Linked DNA regions of Mus musculus: region 2 is linked to region 1. The links are chromatin contacts, called in public HiChIP or PLAC-seq maps. All regions are on one chromosome and are shown on one strand. Each heading gives the region's core, a stretch centred on a gene start, on an enhancer-like site or on the middle of the called end of the contact. The rest is flanking DNA. Distances are from core to core; before and after follow the strand shown. Region 1 has its middle 51 kb from the start of Plk2. Region 2 has its middle 66 kb from the start of 4930526H09Rik.

Evidence for each region. HiChIP or PLAC-seq counts read pairs in DNA pulled down with a chosen protein or histone mark.
Region 2: a contact with region 1 is called in an H3K27ac HiChIP or PLAC-seq map of trophoblast stem cells, with 6 times the contacts expected there. The contact joins two enhancer-like sites. A contact is called at or near these places in 2 of 15 datasets of contacts at CTCF or cohesin (both in the NIH/3T3 cell line), 5 of 484 Hi-C or Micro-C datasets (the AtT-20 cell line, the HL-1 cell line, bone marrow-derived macrophages and 2 more), 4 of 115 datasets of contacts at active chromatin or transcription factors (T-cell acute lymphoblastic leukemia, embryonic stem cells, extraembryonic endoderm stem cells and 1 more) and 1 of 9 other capture datasets (embryonic stem cells).

Annotation. Positions count from the first base shown.
Region 1 is chr13:110,443,391-110,448,423 of GRCm38.p6, forward strand. No RefSeq gene overlaps it. Among named protein-coding and RNA genes, the nearest start is that of Plk2, 51 kb to the left of the region's middle. Within about 2 kb of position 1,676, at least 35 of the 459 cell types and tissues checked have an H3K27ac peak or open chromatin away from gene starts, as enhancers often do. A contact at or near this core is called in trophoblast stem cells and uterus, where this site is marked.
Region 2 is chr13:110,966,626-110,972,391 of GRCm38.p6, forward strand. No RefSeq gene overlaps it. Among named protein-coding and RNA genes, the nearest start is that of 4930526H09Rik, 66 kb to the left of the region's middle. Within about 2 kb of position 1,591, at least 130 of the 459 cell types and tissues checked have an H3K27ac peak or open chromatin away from gene starts, as enhancers often do. A contact at or near this core is called in trophoblast stem cells and uterus, where this site is marked.

The DNA.
Region 1 (5,033 bases), core at 426-2,925:
AAATTGTGGCATGGTGTTAAATAAATGTAGAAACCCATGAAACTTGGAGCTCAACACTGACACACGAACAGTCTGACTTGGGAAGGGAAGAGGTTATGACCTTTCTTGTGGCTTTTCTACAATCTCGCTTAAGTTCACATCAGAGAATCCTGCTTCTCTTCAGAATGCCTAGTTCTGTCAATTCCTGGCAGGCGTTAGATTACATAGAGCCTTAACACTCTAGAAATAGCTTGTTTTAATCTAACTGTTGGCACAGTGGGTTTTCCTTGAGCTTGCTAAGAGTGCCCCGAAAACTCTGTGGCTTGTTGGAGATTTCAATAGCTCTCCAGCAGGGGTTCACTTCCATCCTTGGTTTTCTGGTAAGAGTTCTTGTCTCCTGAGCCAGAAATAAACGTTGGTTATTGATTGTAAAAATACAACCCGAAGACTTATTCGATCTTTCAATGAAAATATCAGAAAAAAAAAGACTTCTGCTGATAATCAGGTTTCTCCCTTCTGGTTGCTTGTGGTTGTGTTGAGAAGACAAATTATTAACTAAACAATCATCAAGGTGATTAGGCATTGCCAATATGGCCATGTGTGGCTCGTAGTAAGCCAGTATTTAGCTTAGGAAGAGTAAAGTAGATTTCAGATCTGTGGGTGAGTGTTAAGAGAGACTGGCATTCAGGATTTTTAAAGGGGGGGTTTAGTTCACTACTCAAAGAGTATCTATCATATGATTAAGTTTTCCTTCATTTAACGGTTACCTTCCCGAGACATTGAAAACCAGATCAGATACCTACAGGAAGGGCATGCAGAGGGCATTGCTAAAGCCTGGGAGACACGGGAGTATGGATATGACCACAAAGATGCCTTTCCAACATCTATAGGAATGTAATGGAACAACTTAGTGAGCAAGGAATGAATGCTGTGGTTGATTCCCAGGAGAAACCAGACACTGCCCCCAGCAACCCGTACCTGGCAAAATGATCATGATAGTTCAGTTAATTTGATTCATGTAACATATTTTAGAAATCACTTGTAACAAAAGTCGGCAGAAGAATTTATCTTCAGATTTGGAGCAAACTCTTACCTGAGTTGCCTGTGTTCTTTTATGTAACTGGGTAAGTGCTGACTCTGCACTGAGCTTAACGGTGTGTGCATAGTTTCCACTAATGAGAGAGATTAAACACCAGGCAACTCACATACACAGCTTCCAAAACTTCAAGGCATTTTCAAAGCAAACGATTCCTACTTTGAAGACTGCAGTGGAATCTAAACTCTGTTTCTAAATGTTTGAAGGATTCCTTCTGTGCCAAGAGTTATAAGCAGAGTGTGTATATTATTTCTCTCTCCTTTTGGCTGGTTCCTAAATTTTAATTTGAATCTTAGAAAATTTGAGAGGAAAGGCAGTAGATAACAGGGTTGGGTGCCAAGGCTTGGAATTAGGTTTGGACCTGAAGCCCAGCATCGATGCTTATTTGAGGCTGAGCCAGTGACCATCTCTGGTCTTCATTCCCTGACATTTGATAAAGTTTATCGCTGAGCCTCACAGTATGTTTGCCTGTCTTTTCTTCTCAATTCACTTCTTTGAGGCTTATGGGTAAAACAGAGAGCCACACTTATTGTGCTGTGGCCATTGTCCTCCTGTGACTCTGAGTGACTAGTTCTTGCTTTTGAACTCTGGCCAATTTTCTCCGGTTAACAGCAAAGTGCCAGGGGAAGGAAAACACATAAAGGGGTTGGGCCAGTTGTCCTCTGAAACACTTAGGATGGAAAGGTCAGAGAAGTGGGGGATGGGCCAAGACTCAAAAGCAGCCATTTGCTGCTTTTGGTGTTCTAGGCCTGAGTTTTTCTTCACAGTTGAGATCACAGCCCAGCTTCCTGACTTTGGGTTTCAATTTGGCCTAATGTGCTCTTCGTATGTACAGTGTGCCTGTGGGTTGTTTTCACAGAACTACACAGACTTTCGGTTGAGGAGAGCCTTTCAGTCTCATACCAGGGATGCTTCTATCTTTCAAAGCATTCCTTCCAAGTCAGGATGAACTGGTCGTACTGGTAAGAAATCCTGCCTCAGGGAAAAGCTGGCTGGGCTCTGTCTGCTGCCCACTCATTTCTAATTGCTCTTTACCTGCAGAAACCGGGCCATGCTAAGTCTGCAGAGCCTAGAACAGCCTTCAGGACCATCGTATCCTCTCCTCAGATGTGTGTCGCATGACAGGGTCAGAAACTGTGTGGTCTCTCAAAGCTCTGTTCCTGAGGCTCTGGCTGTTCCTTATCCATAGGGCAGATGCTTGTCTTCTGGTGACCTCCAGATCTAGCCAAACTCTGCAGAAACAAAACAAAACAAAACAAAACTCTTTCTGGAATATTCTACTAGGATTTCCACACCCAGAGCGAACCTTACTTACTTTCTATAATATCGTTCTGTTCACACAGGACCGAGATTTCTGCCTAGTTTTTGCACATTCTTTCCAATCTATTTCACTTAACCAAAAGTCCGCAAATTTGGTGTGAAGGATTACCATAATTCCTTGCTATGTGTGCTCATGACAAAGTTTCAGGTTAAGATTCTCCCATTGGTCTTCTGTTGCTGGTGTGGAAACTTTAGTCATAAATAACTATAACCCTCTCGGGAGTGTGAAGTTCCAAATATTAGATTCCCTCATGAACTCTCACATTTGTGAAGTACGGTGTTCTTAAAATTCAGTTAATGTCAGTTGAGTGTTAAGGGTCCTGTTTAGTTCCGAACTGTAATGGTTGTTGCATAACTAATGCAAATTGGAAGTAACTGATGTGGTTTTGTTTTGTTTTTTCCTAGATGAGATGCAGGAGGTAAAAGCCACGCCCCCATGCTGCTCAGCCAACAGAATCAATTTGGCATCCTGTTGCTCTCCCTGGCTTTTCTTGCCTCATAGCCTTTGGTGAAATGTAGTTTTGTGGATATTTCTTATGGGCAAAATAGGAATCTCTACTTTTGGGACGACATCTTACGTTAGTGAGGATTATGCTCAGAGGATTAAATGCCCTTTACAATAAATTAAGAGCAATGATCATACTGCTTTCATCTTGTAATAGGACGATATAACTTAAGGAATAGAATAAGCCCTGTGTGGCTCAATCATGTCTGTGCTTTGCTCAGTGATGCGATGTGGGTTATACATCCCCAGAAGCAGATTTTCTCAGCAGCAACATTTATGGTACAGCAGGCTAACTCATGGCCAAATCCTATACCGTGCTGTTACTTGGCTGTCTCCCTCCCCCAGGCTTTTATTTTTACCTTGTGTTCTATCAGTAGAGCTGAGGTCTGTGGTCATGTGGAAGTCATGCTGCACTTTTAGGCTCCCCATCTGCCAGTTGTCTGAGTGGTGTTCTCTCTCTAGAGACATCTGTTTGTCGTTCTCTCTCTAGAGACATCTGTTTGTCTGCCACCCTTGCTGTTCCTGCGTGAAACGTCATGACCATCGATTTGTCAGTAGATTGGCTAAGGTATCACTCCATATTCAGACCTATTTGCAGATGCGGTATTTAGAAATGAGACATTTTATAGTTATCTTAGTCATATTTTATAGCATCGGGCCATGGTACCTATCATTTCTCTGTGAAAAATCAACATTTCTGTCTTCCTTTGGGTGTGGCCAGGACATAGGACTCAAGAATCACACTGTTCAGGTTCATTCCTGTGCTAACTCTTTATTCCTTTAATAGTACTGAATAACAACAGTATTGTCATGAGAGGGTACAGAAAGTGTTTCGTTCTCAATGTTGCATTACCAGTCAGCATGGCTCGGTGGCTCTCAGCACTCTTGGTAGCTGCTTCAGTGGTTATTTTTATAATTTTATAATTGTCAATGGGAGTCAAGAAGGAAGAGCGATGAAATCAGATTCCCCAAATAAATGTATGTACTTAGGCATGCGTGACATACATGTATGTTTCAAGAGAAGGAATAAATGCTCAAGGAGAGCACGAAAACTTTTGTCACAGATCAATCCTGAGGGGCTGACAGGAAAAAGAATCACTGTTCACAAAGCCTGTAACCAACAGAATATTTATGAAAGTTGTAAATGGGAGCCGACCTAGCATAACTCCAATGTGGAATATTCTACTACAAAGAACATTCTAGAAGAGAATCAGATCGGTGTGGAAGAACTCCAAGGAACATTTCTGTGGGACAAAGGCAGACCAGAATCTTCCCCTGCTGTGCTAGGCCAGCCTGGAGTTCAAGGCCTGACCTAGACAAGTGGCCTGCGTCGAGCCTGAGGGTGTGCAGCTGGCCTCTTCATGTATCCAGAAGGCTGCTGAGAAGGGTCCACAGATGTCCCGTCACCCTGTGCTGCACTATGGGATTTTTTTTCTCATAGCCTAAAATGTATTATGTTCCATGAGATCACAGTTTATACTGAGGAGAAAAACAGGACATTGTCCTCTTCTTAAGTCCCCAGCTCATTATACAACCTAGAAATCACTGGCCAGAGAAAAATGGCAGATGCGACTTTGTTTATGTTTAAAACCCCTGTAGAAAGAATTCAATTTTATGATCAGTTTTTATAAACAACAAAATGAAGCGCAACATTGTAGAGCACATCACCAGAAAAAATGCCTGTAGTGTGAAATTTATAAATTTACCTCAATTACTCTGCCAATAATATTGACTCTTTACATCTACAGGTATGAGTTAGCTATCCATTTATATGGGTATTTATATATTCTAATAAAATTTTGCATGATTTTCATGATTCTATCTCTCTCTCTCTCTCTCTTTTTTTCTTTTGGTTTTTTGGAAACAGGGTTTCTCTGTGTAGCCCTGGCTGTCCTGGAACTCACTTTGTAGACCATGCTGGCCTCGAACTCAGAAATCCACCAGCCTTTGCCTCCTGAGTGCTGGGATTAAACGTGTGCACCACCACACCCGGCTTAAGATTCTATCTCTTATTAGGCTTATTTATTTCTAGATTAAAAAGTAAATTTTGTTGCCTTTGTACATATCCCTTTATATGTTTTTGACAGTGATAGACAGCAATTTTGGTGTCTACATTCTTTTGTCTAAATTTAT
Region 2 (5,766 bases), core at 341-2,840, 520 kb after region 1:
TACACACACAGGTTTACCTAGAGCCATACAAGAGGCAACAAAGAAAAAAAATCCCAAGAAGGCTCTCCATTTACACAAATGTAAAAGTCAAGGGACAACCTTGTTGAGCCAAAATATTGCACAGTTTTCTGTCATTCTCTCTTGGGTTGCATCTGTGTTAAAAAGATTCTCCCCAAAAGTGGCAAGGGGCACCCTTTCCTGAATTCCCAGCTCTTGTCAGGAATAACAAATTTCTAAAGAACTAAATTAAAAAGAAAGTTCAAAAAGGAAATCTCTCTTCTAGTCTTTCTTATTGCACAGTACAAATGGCTAAGGACTCCAAGGGAGACCACCATAAACTCTGTAGAACAAAGTGTAGTATTTCACTGTGAATTAGCCTGTTAAAAAAAATGTTACAAAGCAGAGCTCATTGTTTTAGGATTTACTGTTCCACACATCCTAAAGATATGATAAGAAACTATGAAGTCAGCACTGTAGCTATTGAGACAGCGAGAGCAGACAAGCTCCATCCAGAAACAAATAGATTTCCTACAGACCTGTGATCTTGCTTATCTAAGAGGAAGGTTTTGTTTGCTTGTCAATCAAGCAGAGCAGATCTTCTGGGCGCGCGGCCACACCTTGGACTGGGGAAGCTCAGGAAGGAAGGAATGTGGGAAGGAAGAGGGGAGAGGCCATTTCCTGATGGGTCAGCTGCTGGCAAGTGTCTGGACCCTGGGAAAGCTGTGGTGTAAGCCTTCCTCTCCTTGGAGAGCAAGCAGAGCAGCAGGAACAATGGTGTGAAACTCTGCCGGTAACTCCCAGGTCACGCCTGGAGCAGCATGGTCCACCGGCAGCAGGTTATGCCTCAACATGTCCTGGACTCTCGGCAGCCTGCTGTTTAAACCTCCCTGTGCAATCCCTCTGCCAACATGAAGCATATTCTCAAGGCAATTTCTCTCCAAGGGAGACAAAGAGCATCTAGCACTGGGTTAACTGAAAAGCCATGGCATGGGAGAAAAGGCCTTCTAAGACTCTCAGACTGCCAATCCCAGAGATCTTGACTGACAGTTCTTATGTTTTAACATCCCAAGTGATCTTTTTATGTTCAGTTTCTGATTAATCTGCAGAGCATCCTCCTGTGTTAGGCTACTCAGGATCTGTAGAATGAGTTAAAAGACACCATTCCCTGCTCCAGGCTTGGTCTCCCCACGCTCTGAAAGGGCTGTGCCAAGGAAACTTACTTCTACTGTTAATGTCTCAGCTAAAAGGTGCTTAATCATTGTAAGAATTTCTTAGCTGGGCGTGGTGGGTACATGCATATAATTCCAACATGTGGGAGGTGGGGGCGGGGCCATCAGGAATTTGAGGTTATCCTGAACAACATAGTGAGTTCATGTCCAACCTAGAATACAAAGTACAAAATCTGAAGAAAAACGAAACAAAACTACAAAAATGAAAACAAGGACCAGCTGGGTTGGTGCAGAGGAAAGCCAAGATAAACCAAGAAAAAAAAAAATAAAACACATCAATTTAAAAATACCTTATTCAATATTCAAGACAAGATTTCCTACTGTTCCTAGTCTAAGAGACTAGTTTAGGGTAATCTCTTTCCCTCCCTTCCTCTTTCACACAGTGTAAGCAGGGCATTTGGCTCCTCCCTAGCACAGTGCAAGCCTCCATGTTCTTTAAATCTGGTACATTCCTGCCCTCTAGAGGACAGAGTTCCAATCACTGCTAGGATCAAACAGTTGCTTTGTGGAGACTGAATTGTCAAATTCATAGCCGTGAAGTACTCTTGGCTCACACAGGCACAACAGCTTTCAAAAAAATAATCTTTCTTCAGGTGATTCCCAGGCATCAAATTTACCTAAAGGTCATTTTTCTTATAAACAGGAGTAGTTCGTTGTTGGTGAAAATGTAATACCATATGGATTTATTTCTCTGTTTTTCCTACACGTGCTTAAATTGGCCAAAACAGTGGCAATGAGCTTAAGCCAATGTCTTTGGAGCTTCTCCCTAATCCTCACCCCTCAGTTCTCAACACAGGAGTCCAAGAGCGCCAGGAAGATCATCCAAAGAAGTCATTCTTCAATCCCTTTAAGCCGATGGGGCTTTGCACTTCCCGGGCAGGATTGAAGCAGCCAGACACATGCTGTCGCCTTCTCCTCCACTAGGAGAACTTCCTAGCAGAGCCAAGAGGGCCAAGTGACGTTCTCCAAGTGACGTTCTCCAGGCCACAGAGTTGGATTGAGGCATATGGTGCAATGGAACCCAAACTGCTGATAATGTTTTTAAGCCTGTGGCATCAGTTTTCTATTCAAAGACCAAGCCAGAGGTTTGCGTTATTTTATTTTTAGTTACATAGACACCAGGCTATTTATCACCAGGGACAGAAGTGAATCTAGCACTGCCCCCTGTGTGGTGGTTTGAATGAAAAGGGCCTCCATAGGTGCAGAGGGAGTGGTACTATTAGGAGGCATGGCCTTGTTGAGGAGGTGTGCCACACTGGAGGTAGCTTCGAAGTTTCAAATGCTCAAGCCAAACCCAGTGTCTCTTTCTCTTCCTGGTGCTTTCAGATCCAGATGTAGAACTCTCAGCTACTTCCCCAGCACCACACCTGCCCAGATGCTGCCATGCTTCCTGCCATGATGAAAATGGACTTAACCTAGAAACTGTAAGGCAGCCCCAATTAAATGTTTTCCTTTATAAGAGTTGGGTAGTCATAGAGTCTCGTCACAGCAATTGTCACTCTCCAACATGTGTCTATTTCAGACTAGGTCATGGCACCATTGGATATGGTGATCTTCCTGGTTACAGTCATCTATATTCTGGAACCTTGGAAAGTGTTTGTGATGCTGGCTGTCCTTTTATAACAACTTTCTGGCCTTTGTTCTCTTCCGTTTATGAATAAGAAACTAAGGAATATCACTAGACCAGGCCATAGAGCATACAACTGTAAGATCTCTTCTGCTCTAAAATGTGTCATTTCTGTTTCATCACGAAGTTTCTAACAAAGAAAAGAGCACTAGATCGATGCATAAATTACTTCATCTATTTGCTTTTAAAATAAGATGGGAACTGACATGCCTTAGGCTTCATACTTCACCGGCAGAGCTAGGGCTAATAGGGATTCTTAATTTCAAGCCAGTCACTGTACAAAGTCTATTATAGCTCCTTTCTCATCCTCCTCCCCTGACACACACACCAGCTGCAGAGGTCCACCGTGAAATCACCATACACATCAGAAAGATGTTGTCTTTGACAGTTCCTTCCTTGCTCTCTCCACTTAATCATCTTCAATGCTGCATCTTTCTAGGGTGTGCAGATGGCTACCAACTCCAGTCCCCCAAACCTGCCTCACAGTTATGTCTGACTTAGTGGGCCCTTATCTATATCCAGGTTGGAATGAAACTTTGATTTCCCAGGGCACAAGACAAAGTATGTCAATAATGAGGAGAGCAGCTGGACCTAAGACTCAATATTTGAAGGACTATGGGAAAGATTTGAAAACCAGAGTCTGTCTAGAATTGGAAATTTTCTACTTTTCTAAAAACCCACTCAAATGACTGTTGGGGGAAGCCCGGATGATTTCTCAGCAAGTTGGTTTCTGCTTCTAACGTCATGTTCAAGTTCTCGTCTGATTATGACTTACTAGAAGGTGACTTTAAAATGGCATATGGGTTAAATTGTACTTCTCTACTCATGGTGAAAGGATGGAAAGGAAAGAATGCAAAACTGTACAACCCACGTACCACATGGGTGTGGTTATTTAATCTATAATTTTTTCTCTTTATCCACTTTCTACTGCACACTCATGCTCAATCCAGCAAGTTTAGGCTTCTCAGTCAGGTGCCAGCTTCCAGGAATATGTGAGCAGCTCCAGCAGAAATTCAGAAACAAAGCTGGGGATGAGTACAGTTGCACAGGCCTATAGCCTATCACACAGGAGTTAGAGGCTGGAAGATCAAGAATTCAAGGCCATCTCCAGCTACATAGTAGATGCAAGGCCAGCCTGAGCTCAAAAAGATCAAGAGTTCAAGGTCACCTTCGGCTACATAGAGCTGTGAGCTCTATGAAATCTTGTCTCAAAAAAGAAATACTTAGAAAAAAAGGTGGCTTGAGGGTTAGCCAGAGAATTCACCAGTCTCCATTAGCAGTTAGCACTGGACTCCACTGTCAGGGTTAATGACAGTTTTCAGTGTCTCATCATTGAAGTCCAGGAAAGGGAACTGTGGAAACCACGAGGGTTTTCTTCGCTAGCGTTTCAAAGTGTCCTTCATTCTTAGAAATCAGGAGTTTCCTATCTGGCCTCAAGAACGGAACAATCTTTCTAGTTTGGCCTTTGGGAACTATTACCAAAAATCAGTTAGAAAAATTTCCCTTTCAATTGGCCAGTGATCTAGAGTGTTAGTGGTCCCTGTAACAGTAGGAGATAGATGTGTGTCACAGATGGTTGCCCAGCTGTAGGGCTGTGGAGGAGCAGTGAAGAGGGAATTAAAGGTTTTCTCCTCAGTTATGACAGCTGGTCCTACCTTGTTCCAATACTGGGCAGCTGATGTATATTATAGCAAGAACTAATTAGAAAGTCCTCTTCAACCTTCTCTACCCATTGGCCATGGTGAAGCTGTTAATGACAGATCTGCAGAAAGGCTTCCTATTAGACACTTATCCATGGCATTTTTTGGAGTTTTGTTTTTCACCTTTTTCTAGTTCTGCTCCTGGATGAATGGTTTGTGTGGTGTTATTGGGTGTATTCAAAATTCAGCTTGTCTCACTAATTACATTGAGGTTGTACAGACCATTGTCCAATTTACCACTGTTCCCTAAAACCTCTTCCTTCTCAGCCAGCAGACACATAATAACGATTAAAAGCAGAGGGAAAGGGAGCCTGCAGCTAGAAAATGTAGCAGGCTACAAAATGTGGAGCAGAAAAGAAGCACTTAAATGTTCTTGATGCAATTGTCTGGATAGATATAAAAAGCAATATTTAATATTTATCTAACTTCTCCTGCAGGCAAAGCTGACAAAATCAGTCTTCTAAGACAATATTGTGTGGGAAACTAATTCAGGAGGAAGCTGTAGTCTAGTTTACAGAGGCAGTCTTGGTTTTATGTATCAAATAATAAGGACTTGGAGGGGGGGAGGTCCAACAACAGTACAGAATTGTAGGGAACTATAGACCAGAGGAGAGGAGAGAAGAGAAGGGAGGGGAGAAGAGAGGGAGGGGAGGGTTGGGGAGGGGAGGGAGGGAAAAGGGGGAGAGGAAAGAGAGAGGCATCAGATAGCTCAGTGATGTCTAGAGAGATGCAGCTGTTCAGTTGGGAAAGGTAGATGTACAGACCCAGTGTGCAGTGCCCATTTGGATGTTTTACTAAAGTAGCAGGATGAGTTGGCTCATTTTAGAGTCTCCAAGGCAGAGCACAGGCACTCAAATTCAAATTATGGTGAGCCCTATAAACAGAGACCACAACTGTTCCCCAGAAAAAAAAAAAGGCAAAGAACATTTTCAGTGCCCAGATGATCTTGTGAGTAGTATCCAATCATCTTTAAATGGCAAGGCTGATTCTGTAGTCCTGTTGACAGCTGTCTGTAGTTTAGAATGGGGTGGCTTTGCCTGACTCGTGGGGCTCAAGCACCAAGTCTTTCTTGACTCAACATCATGTGTTAGGAGTGGGAAGAGTATGCGCATGAGAAATGCTCTTCCTAGATCCTCTCCAGCCATTCCCACAGACACATGAGTCAGGACGTTGACCATGAGTCAGGACGTTGACTTCGAGACAGCTCTTC